3 separate regions of the Mus musculus genome follow, and regions 1 and 2 are each linked to region 3. A link is a contact called in public Hi-C and HiChIP or PLAC-seq data. All regions are on one chromosome and are shown on one strand. Each heading gives the region's core, a stretch centred on a gene start, on an enhancer-like site or on the middle of the called end of the contact. The rest is flanking DNA. Distances are from core to core; before and after follow the strand shown. Region 1 overlaps Pard3 (par-3 family cell polarity regulator). Region 2 holds the start of A630001O12Rik (RIKEN cDNA A630001O12 gene). Region 3 holds the start of Pard3 (par-3 family cell polarity regulator).

The links. Hi-C and Micro-C count contacts between places; a contact is called where the count stands out from the background. HiChIP or PLAC-seq counts read pairs in DNA pulled down with a chosen protein or histone mark.
Region 1: a Hi-C map of the N1E-115 cell line shows a contact between it and region 3, with 2.9 times the contacts expected there. The contact joins the enhancer-like site here to the promoter of Pard3 in region 3. A contact is called at or near these places in 1 of 484 Hi-C or Micro-C datasets (the N1E-115 cell line), 2 of 115 datasets of contacts at active chromatin or transcription factors (cardiomyocytes and embryonic stem cells) and 1 of 9 other capture datasets (liver).
Region 2: a contact with region 3 is called in an HNF4G HiChIP or PLAC-seq map of pancreatic cancer cells. The contact joins the promoter of A630001O12Rik here to the promoter of Pard3 in region 3. A contact is called at or near these places in 2 of 39 promoter capture datasets (both in liver), 2 of 115 datasets of contacts at active chromatin or transcription factors (embryonic stem cells and pancreatic cancer cells) and 1 of 9 other capture datasets (liver).

What each region holds. Positions count from the first base shown.
Region 1 is chr8:127,267,445-127,270,144 of GRCm38.p6, reverse strand. All of the region lies in intron 2 of Pard3 (par-3 family cell polarity regulator), which reads right to left. Among named protein-coding and RNA genes, the nearest start is that of Gm9909, 190 kb to the left of the region's middle. Within about 2 kb of position 1,379, at least 33 of the 459 cell types and tissues checked have an H3K27ac peak or open chromatin away from gene starts, as enhancers often do. A contact at or near this core is called in the N1E-115 cell line, where this site is marked.
Region 2 is chr8:126,847,757-126,850,456 of GRCm38.p6, reverse strand. It overlaps A630001O12Rik (RIKEN cDNA A630001O12 gene), which reads right to left and starts at 1,437. Exons shown (of 2, transcript NR_151740.1): 1 at 1,227-1,437; 2 at 1-1,096. All of the region lies in intron 1 of Gm31718 (a long non-coding RNA gene), which reads left to right.
Region 3 is chr8:127,062,774-127,065,473 of GRCm38.p6, reverse strand. It overlaps Pard3 (par-3 family cell polarity regulator), which reads right to left and starts at 1,418. Exons shown (of 25, transcript NM_001309391.1): 1 at 1,001-1,418. The coding sequence starts at 1,120.

The DNA.
Region 1 (2,700 bases), core at 130-2,629, 200 kb before region 3:
ATGAAGGAAAGAAAGGAGTCTCTTACCAGATGTCCAGGGTACAACGGAAACAATTGCTGGCAGAAATAATCCTCCTGCCACTAAGAGAACCCTCAAATAAGAGTATCAGAACAACCAGGGAACCACACAAAAGCCTAAACTTGTGACTTTTAATTCAATCTCCACACCATATATTTCTCTACGAACAAGACTATGGACCATGCTTCCAGTCAAAACATTTCTTCTCTCCTTATTGCCTAAGTGTAGGAAGAAGTTCTGTGACTTTTCTATACCTCTGTATCTTTAGCCTACATTCTTTACTCATTTGCAACATGTGTAATACAATGTACCCTTTACCTTCACAATCTGATTCCCTAAAGGAAATTCTCTATACTTCAGTGTCTAGCGAAACATTGTTATTTAACCTTTCTAATACTTTGAACAATGTAACTTCAAAGGTGGACAAAATCATATACAGAGCTATCCTTAAAATACAGCTGTCTTAAGAAGACCAGATGCATGTACAGTGTTTATTGACCTTCCCCTGAGTCTGTCTGAGTCTGTCTCTCATTATTCCAGTTTCAATCTGGATGAAAGCATTTTCTGAAAGATTTCAGAAACGTTACATCATTTTCCTAACAAACTCCACTCTGCTTCACACTAGCTCAGCCTGAAATTTTCTTCTTGATAAAAGTGGTTACTCCAGCTTTCCCTCAGTAGAGGTCTATGAAAGAACTCCCCAAGCTGTCTCCCTCTGCCTGTAAGTGAGTATCCCTCTTTCAAGAGATTATAAAGACCAAAGCCATGATCCTTAGGAAGACTTGCTTTATTCCTTTACTTCTTAAGCTACTGAAGATCCCTGAGCCAGAAGCCCGCCTGTTTCACTGTCCTGGGGCACTTCCCTTCTTGCTAGAGGCTACACTTGGCAGGCTGTGCTGGATCAGAGGTCTTTGAGAGTATAAGTGACTTCCATCTATGTCTGGAAACTCAGAGTGTATACAGTCTATCCAGGAACATATATAAAGGAGATAAGTCACAAAAATTTCCTGCCAGTTTAGTCTTAGTCACTCTAAAACTTTGGTGTTTTTTATTTGGGGGGGGGGGGCAATTAATGCTCAAACACAAATTAGAAATGTGAAAAATCACTTTGTTCCACATTTTGGAGACTGGTTAACCAAGTTGTTAAAAAAAAAAAAAAAAAAAAAAAAAAAAGGTGAACGAAGCTGTTGTTGAGTCAGTCACAAGAACAAAGTCACAGAAAACCTCAACTCTGTGTCAGACCTGGGAGGAAGCAATAGAGGTCAGCAGAGCATCATTCTGCACTTAATACAAGACAGCACTTTCAGTGCAGAAACCAGCCTGTTTCCAAGGCAACCTGCCACATCTATGGGGAACTCACTTGGGAGTCGGTAAATCCTGGGAGTGCAGAGTTCACTGTTTGAACAAGACACCCACTGGCAACTTAGCTCCCTCTAAAAGCATGACCGGAAAATAAAGAGAAGTTTAACTGCTTCAAAGGATAAAGGAGATTCACACGACTCTATTAAGATGTGGAGATGGGCAGATAAAATGAAAACGGGCGACCTAAGATGAAAAGGAAAAATTGGTTTATTTTCAAGTTCAAAGGCACCAATCGTGGGGAGTGGGTGGCAAGCCTGTCCTACTAGTGTTCGGGAGGCTGAAGCAGGAGTATAGTCAAGTACAGATAAGCCATTACATATAGATCTAGTCTCAAACACCCCCCTCCCCATGGCACCAGAACATACTTTCTATTCAAAGTCCTCACTGAAAGTTGGAGATGACACATACTGAACGGTCAGTGCGCACACTGACAACCACGAGCCAATATTAGCAAAAGACCCAAGGTCAGTCAATTTGTTTTATAAAAATCTAAGCCCCATGTTACATTACAAAACGACTATCAGATTAATTTGCATACAAAAGGAAAGAAAAGGGGGTGGGCGGGTTTTAAATATCCACTGGGGCACAGCCAGGAAGCTTCAAACATTTTCTGAAGTGTTTGTTGCTCTGTTCATTGTTTTAGCATCTTCTGCAGGATAGATGAAGATGTCCTTGACATTAGCTTAAATTATCTCTGGTGTACAGTACCATGCTGATTAAATTAGGCTCATTTTAATCATCTGGCAGGTGTATTCTAAAAGCAACCAAATAATAAAAAATGTTAATCAACTCTTCATTAGCACAACCCGTTTAGCAGTACTTTAAAAGGTAAACACACTGTAAATACTAATTGTGTGCCAATCCTCCCTCCCACACATATATGAAAACAATAGCATACCAGCATCCCATGTATGTGGTGGGTAAAAACAGAAGAACAATAGCACACAGCATCACATACATGTAATGGGTAAGAAAGTAAAGAAATAACATACAAGCATCCCATGTAAGTGGTAAAAACAAAAAACAATAGCTTACAAGGACTCCATCTAGCCCAGGAGTCACTTTAAGTCTTTTGTCACAATGCAAATCTCCTTAGGAGTAAATATCACAGAACTTGGTGAGAGTTTACCTAAGGGGGAAAAAAAATTCAGAAGCTACATTTTAAAGGAAACTGATTCTGAGGATAACAGACCTCAACCTTGCCTAATGTCTAGAAGAAAATGTCCCAGAAGATATCCTGGGACGGGGGAGGCACAGTTTCTTTCCCTGAAGTGAGTGAGGGGCAAAAAGGTGACCCACCAGCTGTGTGGGCCTGAACGT
Region 2 (2,700 bases), core at 188-2,687, 220 kb after region 3:
CTAGTCTGCAGGGGCTTTGATGACAGAGGCAACCTTTGTTCATAACTGCAAGGCTGCAAGAGGAAGCCCCATGTCTGTTTGATGGCTCTGCTGTCTACCGGATACAGTCTTTCTAACAGCCAGGGTTTTGAATGACCTGACCTCTTTCCCTCCCTCTGAGACTGGAAGATACCAGCTTCACTTTAGCCAGCTCAGGCAGGGAAGGCTCAGCTAGGAAGATCCTGCCCAGTATAAGGGCTGATGGTGTAGGGGTTGAATACCCAGTGGTGCAATAGTCCCTGGGACCTCCACTGTGGCTTTGTGTCACAGTGATCAGGGGACAGGAGAGGCCAGAGCAGGGAACTGCTCTGTCCAGGCCTGGCGTGCAGTGGTTTCCTGCTTTACTAAGTGGCCGTTGCTCTGTACTGATGATTCATGATGTTTGGAAAGTGTGGCTGTGCGCTGAACAGGGAAGTGAAGAATAACACAGCCAAGGTCAAGGCAGGACAAGACAGGACAGCGCCATTACCAGCCATGCACTGTGTGGAAGATACAGAGGGTGAGGGCAGTAGTAAATCGAGGTCTGGTGGTCCTTGGCAGAGTGAGCCTGTGCTCCCCCTTGCAGGTTTGCAAGTAGTGGTCACCTGTCTGTCGCTGGAAGCCAGTGCTGGTCTTGGCTGAGCTGGGCAAAAGGAGGAAGTGGAGGGTGAGTGAGTCAGCCTTTGTTTCCTCTCTGAGTCAGGGTCGGCTCCATTTCTGAGGTTGGAGCCAGGGGGCACTGTGTGGCTTTCTGTGGATTCTTTGAACTTGTAGTCAACACTGATGATCTGCCCCTTAAGGCCGCTGCCCCTTCAGTGACCTTTTAGATGAGTAAGGGGATTAAGCTGGATCCTGCAGCCCTACCACTAGCCAGACTCCCCTTTGACTCAACTGGAGCTCTTCCTGTGGTCAACGGACAGAGTCCAGGGATAGGTTTCTGGGGCTGTGCCCAGATCAGGGCATCCTTATGCCAGGAGTCAGCTCTGAAGGGGCAGCTGGGTTTGAGAGTCTCTTCTGGTGATGGGTAGTGAGGTCATCTCCCTGGGCTTCAGTCAATCCTTAGGTTGGTGATGCAGTACTAGGAAGACGAACACATGGTTAGGATGGTCATACCAGGAATTTCCACGGACAGTGCAGAGCTGACTGTGGCGGGTCAGGTACAACCTGTTCTAAGAGCATTCCTTGTGCTCAGAGATGAGATTACTCACCCAATGGAGACTTGGGACTCCTTTACAGAACACTTCTATGTCCCTGGGCCTTGGCGCCTACCCATCATCGCCTTAGATGGTTAGCGCTCTGACCTTCCAGCACATTCTTCTTATTTTTTCTTGCACATTGCATGACCAGGCAGATGGTCGGTTGGTCCTGCTCAGCCTAGCAATGTTGGTGGGGCTATGTAGCTGCAAGTAAGAATGCTGTGAGTTGAGGCAGTTGGAGCTTCTGGTACAGCGATAGGCAGGCCAGGGGCTCCCCTTGCTCTCACGCCAGCTTCCTCTGAACTCTGATTCCAATCGCTTGTCTTTGAGAAACTTCCTCTACCTCGGTAGACAACGTAAAAGATGGTGGCTTTCGATACTACGCACGGCCTCACTAGGGAGTGACTGAAAGTTCAAAGTCCCAGACATGGCCTTGGTGGCCTTTGCTAGGGCCAGGTAAATGTCAGTGGTTCCTCCATGGTGGTGGTATGGGGAGTGTTGATCTAATAACTGCTCACATCTGGGCTGTGTGATGAGCAGGTCCTTGCCTAAGACAGACAATGAGGCTCTTCCTGAGTCCCAGCATGAAGATGCAGCCTTTCTGCCCCTGCTCACCTTACCCAGAGCCTAGCAGCGAGGAGTAGGGCCCCATGGCGGGTTCATCTGTCCTTTAAGCTGTTATTTCCTGGGAGGATGTGGTGGTGGGTGAAGGTCTCCTTCTGGAGATACAAGCTTCAGGTAAAAAGCTGTGTGATTTTTTTTTTTTTTTTTTTTTTTTGAGCAGAATTCCTTGGAGAGTGCTCTTTGCAACCAAACGGAAGAACAAAAGGACAATTCTCAGAAGCACACCAAAAACGAAACCAAATAAAAACCCCATAAAAAATCCCTATGGGGTAAAGGAAATACCAGTCTGATGCCTTTTGTGTCTTGTGTTGGGTCATAAAGGGCAGGCTCTCTAAGAGGTGGTGTCAACAGTGGCAATGTGGCAATGTTTGGACTCCAGAGAGAATGCTCTGGAAAACAATAGAAGGTGACACCCACGTGTCTATGTGACTGGCAGCCATCAGGGACAGCCTCATGGCCAGGGCATGTATGGAGCCTGGGAGAGGCACTGGGCAGGAAGGAGCTCAAAGTTTGCACATGGTCACCGAGAGCTGGCAACTGGGCTTGTCCCTTCTGGGCATGACTGATGTCAGAGGATCTCTGACCTCCACTTAGTCACTAGATACCAGTCTGGAACTCTCTTTGAAGATGAAGTAAACACTCACAGTGCTGATAATAACAGCTGGGTGATGTCACACGGTTATCTGTAGCTTGAAGAGCTGCACCTGGGTGCTGGAGTGACTGACAGGCATCAGACTTTCTGTTCCCTCATGGGCCTTCTGCACGAGGGGCCACAGTTTGGGGGCGTGGTTCAGAGGCTGCTTCAAGGATGGAGCTGAGGATGCGGTGACTTTCACTCTTGTTTCAGGAGGTGACAACATGC
Region 3 (2,700 bases), core at 169-2,668:
GTGACCCACGAGCATTCAGCGACATATGCAGACAAAGCCACCTTCTCCTCTCGCTTGTTCTGAAGTCACAGAAGGCAGGCCACTGAACAGACAACAGACGGGGAAATACCAAAGGGAACACATTCCACTCTCATACAAAGGAAATATCCTCAGGTGCTAGAACGAAACTTCAGCGTGGGCTGTTGTCAAACACAGAGGGTAAAACAACCTACAAAACGCCCTTCCACTTCTGACCTATTATGGAGGAATGCGGTTTAATGGAGACAATGTTCTCCATGAGGAAAACAGAGAAATAGAGGCTACTTCGACCCCAGGCCCAGTGAAGCCCGGGCTCCTCACTGGAGCACATCCAGCTAGGTAGGGGTAGAGAGCCAGAGGGAGTTCTGACTCCAGGAGCGAGTCTAGGCTTAGGTGTTTTAAGGAGCCGAGCACCGGAGCCACTCCATCGCCCCCACCTTAGCCCATGAGCCTGGCCGACCCAAACACGGCTGCACGCGCGACTCGGAGATCCCGCAAGAACACAGAAGGTCCACGGCCCGGCTGCGGCTCCCGCGTGTACCAGATCGCTCAACTCTTCCCACACTCCCCAAAGTTCCGTGGGCAACCCTCCGGGACAGGCCTGCTCCGGGAGAGGCCTGGAGCTGGATTGCCAGGGCCCGCGGACGGTCGGGCAAAGGCGCCCCGCCAGGCAACGCCGCGCCTCCCGCGTGCCGCACTCTGCCTCGCCCCGTGCGGGCTCTGGGCACCCGGCCGTCCACTCCTAAGCCCGGAGGACCCAGACAGTGTCCAGGGACCGTGAGGGTGGCGATCGCGGCCCAGCCGGAGCGCGCCGAGAACTTTACGGCCGCGGGTCCGGGCCGGGGGCGCCGGCGAGGCCGTCGGCTGCGGCACTTTCCCTTTCCCCGCCTCCCGGTCTCCCTCCTCCGTCTCCAGGAAGCGCCATATTGATCCCCGCGCCTTTCCCCCGTCCGCTCCCCGCCGCGCGCCCCAGGCCACTCACCTTGGCCACGGCCTTCCGGTAGCGGGTCACCGCCTGCTGGATGAGGCTGAAAACTTTCATGCGGCCATCTCCGCACGGCACGACCACCCGGGTCCTCCCGAAGCACACGGTCACTTTCATGCCGCCGTCCCTCGCTGTCCGTGGCCGGAGCGGCGCTGGGCCGGGAGACTGTACGCAGGGCGCGGTGGGGCCGCTGCGCCGGCGCGCCGGCGGCTAGAGGCGCGAGCAGGCGGCCGCACAGAGCTGCCCGGCTACCATGTCCAGCCCGGCCGCCTTCGCCTGGCCTTGCCTGTCCCCGCCCGGGCGCCTGCAGCCTCCGGCCACCTGTTCGGCGTCTCGGCGTCTTGGCGCGCTCGGCGGCGGCCCGGGGCCGTGTGGCGCTCGCGCTCAGTCGGGACTCCGAGGAGGGGACGGCGAGGCAGGGAGGAGGAGCAGCGACGGGCTGGGCGCACAGCACCGCGCGCAGGCGGCAGGAGGAGGCGCAGGGCGGGGCGCCCCGAGGCCTCCGCCGCTGCCCGGCCGCTCGGTTCACCGCACGGCGAAGCGCGTCGCAGCCCGCGGCGCTGTGCTCGGGCCAGCGCGGGGCAGGGCGCGTCCTCCTCCAGCCCACTTGCCGTAGGCTGCAGTGGGAGGCCCACTCCGGGACGCCCCACCCACGCCCCCAGAGGGCTCCAGCGAGGTCCTCTTCCTTTCTTTGTGACTTTTAATCCCCTTCCTGGGAGAAAGCAGTTTAAGCTCGGAGACGCCTTTAGAGCCCGAGAGCCACCGAGTCGCGCTGGCGAAGATAGGAAGCTCCAGGTCAGGCAAAGCAGGGTTTCTATCCTAAGTGCCTGGCTCCGGTGCAAGGCCGGGCGGCGCTGTTCTGTAGCAGAGATTAATTGGCTGCTCCCGAGAGAGGTTGAAGACGCGTGGACGCCCTGGTACTTCCTCTTGAGGCCACTATTTACCTTAAAGTTTCTTGGTGACCCACTTGTTTAAATAAGCAGGACTTAACACCGCAGTTCAAATACATCTGTTTCTTGAAAATTCCTCAATCTAAGCAACCTAAAACCCTCTGAAAAAAAACACAGTACGAACGCTCGGAGGGAAGGCTGTTCTAGATAGGCTATTCCCTCGCTGCTAAGGCTGCCTCAAAACTCAGGCACTGACACACCCCCAACTCCACAGGGAGTGGGTGATAAGCAAACTCTAAGGTGTTTAATAACAAAGTGGACCAAGTCTAGAGAAGTGACTGAAGCTGCTTTCTGACTTACTTAGAAAATGTGATCCTTAAATAAATGTTGTCTTCAAAGAATGGCAAACTTCAAGAGAGTCGCTGTTGACCTGAGTTTGTCCCACACAATACAGTAAGTTCAGTTTGACAGTTAATTTGCATGATATTTTAAGCCTATTAAAACTCCTGTGGTCCCCAGAATTTGAGCATCTACAGCTGGTGCTGAGGGCTCTCCATCCATCCCTCCTTTCTTTTAAAAATAATAAGCAAAACAAAGAAATCCCTTGGCTTTTTAGACTCCTGCACAGTCTCCTTGGCCATGCGGCTCTAGGTCAGAGGAAACATCACATTTTCTCCCTTCTGACTGCTCTCAGTCCATCCGATGATCACTGGTCCCAGCAAATGTATCGTCCTTTCAGGGGTCCGTCAAGAATTCACCCTCCCAAAGTCCACAAGAGAACTCTTGCGTGCACATAGCCATGGGAAA